Regions from separate parts of the Capra hircus genome. Here region 1 is linked to region 2. The links are chromatin contacts, called in public Hi-C maps. All regions are on one chromosome and are shown on one strand. Each heading gives the region's core, a stretch centred on a gene start, on an enhancer-like site or on the middle of the called end of the contact. The rest is flanking DNA. Distances are from core to core; before and after follow the strand shown.

Region 1 (2,763 bases), core at 87-2,586, 400 kb after region 2:
GAACCTGCCAGCCAGTGCAGGAGACGCAAGAGACGCAGGTTCAGTCCCTGGGTTGGAAGATTCCCCTGAACAAGGAAATGGCGACCCACTCCAGTAGGCTTGCCCGGAAAATTCCACTGACAGAAGAGCCTGGCGGGCTACAGTCCACGGGGTTGCAAAAGAGCCGGACACAACTGAGCAACTAGACAACAGTGACAACAACACAGCGGGACACTACTTGACAGTTTCCAAAAGGAATGGTCTACTAATACAAGCAAAAACAGAATACCCTTAAAAAGTGTGCTTTGAGCTAAATGCGATCCAAAGGAGTGCGTACTTTATGATCTGTTAATATGGAGTTCAAAACTACAAAAAAAAAAAGGCTAATCTTTTGGAATAGAAATCAAAACAGTGTTTGCTTGGGGAGCAAGATGGGGGCAGGAGGGAGATAGAGGGGACAGAAACAGGCAGGATTTTTTCTAAGGTGATAACAATGTTCTCTAAGTTGACTGGGGTGTTGGCCACACAGATATGCAAATATTTGTTTAAAAAAAAAGTCATTGATCTAAATATACTTAAGGTGTGTGCATTTGACTGAACTATACCTCAGTTTTAAAATGTATGTGTGTGGAGTTGGAGATGATATCCGGCTGAAGCTGAGGGACAGAAAGGCCCATCTGTGGACTTGGACAGCCCCCAACACTCAGCAGGCTCCAGGTAGACAAAGCTTGGCACTCTCATGAAGACTCTGGAACACTTTTCATGGGCTTGGGGTCTGGGCACACCTCTAGATATTTCTGAGGGCCCAGTCGAATCTTGGGAAAGAAGTTCAACTGGGCTGGCAGTTGCAGTGAAGTGTATCTGCTGCATGGAAAGGAGGCTGAAGAAGGCGGGTGAGCAGACGGAAAATAGGGCATGGCTGAACCCTCCGGGGGAGTCCTGCCTGGAGTCCCATGGCCCTGGGGAGGCAGGGGAGAGCCTGCTTCACAGGCTGCTCTGTTCAGTGAACCCCCTTCCCACCTTGGCTCGCCAAGAGACTTATGTAAGTCTGTAGTCCAGCAGGCCTTCCCGTGTGAGAGGGGAACGTGGCCGGTGCAGGCTCTTCTCATCTCTGTCAGAGGAGGGAGATGCATGGGGAGCTCCTGGGAGCTGGCCCTACTACAGGTACTAACGAAGTGGACACACTGGGGCCCATACAGGGTCTGAAAACAGCGTCAGCGGAGCAGCAGGTCACGCCGGTGGCCCTCACCTGAGAGGGCAGAGCGAGCAAAGGCCAGAGGAGCAGGACCAGGGCACCGCAGGCCACGGCCCCGCACAGGATAGGAGACGGCCGCCATGGCCCAGAGGCCAAGAGGGCCCCGCGGGGAGGGCCACGGGCTGCTGTTCGAAGGCAGAAACACTTGGGGACACACCTTAGCCGTAATCCACAGGTGACACCTTAGAGGCAGCTGGGTCACTCAAGTAAGACTCATAAAGACGCTGAGGGGCAGGGCCCACCTGGGCCCCGGGTGGCAGCGTGAGCAAATGAAGGCTCCGAGCTGCCACATACACACGGCAATGTCAGCAAAACAGGACTCGGCTGACACAACCCGGGACTCTGAGTTTATACTCAGAACACCTCAACTGCGCAGAAGAACGTGCAGAAACACTGGGACACAACATGGCAAGACATCAACAGCGATCGTCGCTGGTCTCTTGGCCATGACCTGGAGCCAGCCCACCCCCTGTGTCTGCCCATGAGCAGACTTTCCCAAGGGGCCTCCAAATGCAAAGGCAAGACACAGCCAGCATAGCAGACAACTCATATTTGTCTTGCATAAGACCTTAATTTGTATAATTTTGTGATTTACTTTGGCACTGTCATGAGTGTGACTCTTTTGTCACAAAACAGTGAATAACATTTGCGAAACAATGTATGGAATTTAGGGATTTCACCAGTGGCTCAGCAGTAAAGAATCCGTCTGCAGTGCAGGAGACCCTGGAGACATGAGTTCAACCCCTGGGTCAGGAAGATTCCCTGAAGGAGGAAATGGCAAGTTGTTCCACTGCTCTTGCCTGGGAAATCCCATGGGCAGAGGACCCGGCGGGCTGCGGGCCATGAGGCTGCAGAGTCGGACATGACTGAGGACACCCATACCATACATATTTATGGAATTTATTTTTTATTGGTAATAAAAAATGAAATATGTACTTTTAAAAGTGATTTTCCTCTTCTCTGTAATGTTTTGGTTCTTTTCAAATTTATAATAAAAGAAAATCCTGGTGACTTCCCTGGTGGTGCAGTGGTTGGAACTTTGCCTTCCAATGCAGGGAGTGTGGGTTCAATCCCTGGTGAAAGAGCTAAGATCCCCCATACCTCTAGGCCAAAAAACCATGACATAAAAGAGAATCAATGTTGTAACAAATTCAATAAAGACTTAAAAAAAAAAGAAAAACTTTGAAATGTATCTGTGGATATGTGATTACATATGAAATAGTGATTTCAAATGTTTTTGCCTCAGGATCCTCTTAAAAAACTATATTGCAGACCCCCAAAATAACTTTTGTTATGTGAGTTTGTATCTATCAATTTTAACTGTATTAGATGGTGAAACTGAGGAGATCTTGAGATATTTATTTATTTTAAAATAGCGTTAATGAACTTAGTGCATGTTAATATAAAATACGTTTTTTGAAAATTAACTGTATCTTCTAAAAATGTAGTGGTATTGTCTTACGTTTACAAATCTCTTTAAGGTCTGGCTTTGCAGATGACAGCTGGATTCTCAGATCTACTTCAGCCTT
Region 2 (2,940 bases), core at 293-2,792:
CAAACGCCAGGTGCCCATTAGGCCATGCTCCAAAGTCATTGACGGGCTTCTAACTGTGATGATGAAGGATGGTCACTTTGGCGAACTTGACATCACCGAGGATCACAGAGCTGGGAAAGCTGTGAGCTTCACGGGCAGGCTGAATAAGTGTGGAGCAGTCAGCCTCAGATTGGATGCGCACCTCAAGGGTCTAGAAAAACGGCAGAATAACCTGCTCCCACCCCGTCAGCTTGGTTCCACTGTCCTGACAACCTCCGCGGGCATCAAAGACCACGAAGGAGCGAGACGAAAGCACACAGGAGGAAAAAAATCTTTGGATTCTTTCTCTAGGGCTGCAATACATACAAATAAAATGCCTCGGAGGGGCGTCTGGAAGCCACGCCACCTCTGAAGGCGTTCTGTGTGTGGGGCCTCATCACCCCTCCGCAGGCAGGACAGGAAAGGAAGGGCGAGAGCCGAGGTGGCCACCAGGTGGCGCCGCTGCCGCAGGAACAGCAGAGGGAGCCTCGTGCGCCAGGATCAAAGGGCTGCTGCTCCTGAGACGCCGGCCACCGGCTCAAACGGAAGGCCCCAGCCAGCCTCTGGGGTCCCACATTAAACAAATCAATTAAGACTTCTGCAGAAAGTTCTGTCCCAATCTCTGCTCTCTGACATCTCCATTGTTTGCTCTAGAATGAGCTGAATTATTTACGCTCTTACCTCCTTTAGTCAAGGAGACAGGAGCAATGTGGGGCCAGCAGCGCGGAGGCTCCGCAGGTTCCAGGATGTGTCAGGGGATCCCTCAGATCACCAATCCCACACACCAAGGCACCTGCGAGTGATGGTGCGGCTCCCCAGGCAGCTCCGCGCCCTGGGGGCGGAAGCCTGCTTCGCTGTCATCGGCCCTGTGCCCCTGGACATGTTCCCTGCTCCACGGTCCCGGGCGCCCCCTCCCCAACCGCAGCGTACAGCTGGGAGCTCAGGCGCTTCCGGCCACGGCGATCAGCATCTTCAATATTGCCACCCAGCGGGAGCCAACCGAAAGCTTCTCAACTGCTCTGACCCCAGAGGGTCCCCCCCGCCACCCCGCAAACTCGCCCTCCCAAAGAAGCACAGGACCGCGTGCACAGAGCAGAGTCCAGATCTGCTGGGTTCAAGAAAGCAGAGCTCCCTTCTCAACGTCCACACTGCTAAAATGCAAGGCAGGAAATTCTCTGCGGTGCAGGTCAGTCTGCGTGCTGAACGATGCTGAGGAGCATCCCGACTTCTTCCTGCTGGATGCCATGAGCATCCCCAAGGTGGGGAGCTGCAAACTCGCCCTCTGAGGGGGGAACCCTGCCATGGGAAACCCCCAAGGGGAGCAAACCCAAGGAGCCCTGTGGAAAAACAGCCCAACCCAGCCTCCCTGAGCAAAGCCGCTTGCTCTCCGTTGTGTGACTTCGGCAGTCCTCACCAGTCCTGTCGGCGGGGCGGCGGGGCGGGGTGGGGGGGGTAGGGTGGGGGTAGGGGGGGTAGGGTGGGGGTAGGGGGGTCGGGTGGAGGGGGGCTGAGGTAAGAGCCCCAGAGAGCTGCTGTGAGGGTAGGGTGAGGTGAGTGAAGTCACACAAGGGGCTGCAGACAGGACCCGACCCAAAGAGGGCGCTGCAGGCTGAGACTTGCAGGAAGCCTCGCCCCCTGCTGCCATCGCTGGTGCGCGCTCACCTTACAGAGGACCCTAAGGCTCAACGATGGTAAATGACTCACAAGGACCGACAGGGGCCAGAATCAGCACCAAGCTGAGGGTCTTCTCCAGGCTGCTCTGGGGTGCCAGGGAGTACCTAGAGCTCAAACCTCACCACAGGCATCCACACTCCCAACACCAGTGAGGGCCAGGACTCCCGGATCATCAAGGCACATTCCAGACATCCTCCCAGAGGCTGGGAATCTATTCCCAGAGAAAGCCAAGCTGCCAGCTCAAGACTCTTCAAATGAACCTTCCCAGCTCAAGCCTGTAGGGCACATCTGTCTCCAATGCTTCCTGTTCTTCTCTGGACCCTGGAGACTCTGGCTCAGGAGGTGGGCCATAATGGCCAGGGGCTGGGCACCAGGCCTGGCGCCAAATGGTTGGGGGTTGGGGGTGTCCTCACCCTGAGGAAACAGGGGGCTGTCCCTGGGATGTCTGAATCCCCTACACAGCCCCCACACAGTCAGGGAGGCAGAGGTCCATATCAGGTCGGCATATGCAGGAAGAGGGTGGTGGCACCAGCCCCTTGAACACTGAGACCTGCCCCAGCACTTTCTTCTCTTGCCTTCCCCTGAGAGACTCACAGTCAGAATTTCTCCGACCCTTCTGTTCTAATGCTGAAAAATTCCTAGGAGCGTTCCATACTTTGTCTTGACCTGGTCTTTCACAACAAGATACCTTCTGTTCTCTGATTGTCCCCAAGTCTCTGATTTCCATTTGCTTTGATTTTCATCATCTTAGGAAATATTTAAAATGAGAACAGTTCAGTAGCTTTGGTTCCTTCTCAAAAAAATCAATTGAAAAGCCAGTTGCTATGCAACCCTCAAGCCTTGCTGGTGTTCTGCTCCCTGGCTGATGGCATATTGTATAAAATGAGATAATCTCTTTTCTTCTGCTGAGTTTTTTTTTTTTTTTTTAAGAAATGGAGAAAAATGTTGTTTTAGGAAAAACTTGAGACAACTCAGAGGCTCCTCATAAGCTGGAAGACAAACATGTCCTTTGCACAAGCACACCCGATTTTATCCCCAGCGGGGCCTCGGTGGGGCCGGGGGACAGGTGCAAGGTGAGCAGAGGGCAGGGAAGCTGGTCTGCTTCCATCACAGCTTGGAATGAATAGCAGAATCTGAATACCCAGGCCACTTTCTGCCCCCAGTCTGGGTCTCCCTCTCACTGCTCCCAGACCCACCCCCTTGCCCTGACTCTGCAGACCTTGGAGGACACAGCTCAGGGCCCTCTCC

What was found. A called contact is a pair of places that touch in the nucleus more often than the background predicts.
Region 1: a contact with region 2 is called in a Hi-C map of blood, with 8 times the contacts expected there. The contact joins two enhancer-like sites. A contact is called at or near these places in 2 of 5 Hi-C or Micro-C datasets (both in blood).

The regions. Positions count from the first base shown.
Region 1 is chr7:106,992,180-106,994,942 of ARS1.2, forward strand. No RefSeq gene overlaps it. Among named protein-coding and RNA genes, the nearest start is that of RUFY1, 42 kb to the right of the region's middle. Within about 2 kb of position 1,337, at least 1 of the 5 cell types and tissues checked has an H3K27ac peak or open chromatin away from gene starts, as enhancers often do.
Region 2 is chr7:106,594,164-106,597,103 of ARS1.2, forward strand. The region is part of intron 5 of ADAMTS2 (A disintegrin and metalloproteinase with thrombospondin motifs 2); the gene reads right to left. Among named protein-coding and RNA genes, the nearest start is that of ZNF354C, 160 kb to the left of the region's middle. Within about 2 kb of position 1,543, at least 1 of the 5 cell types and tissues checked has an H3K27ac peak or open chromatin away from gene starts, as enhancers often do.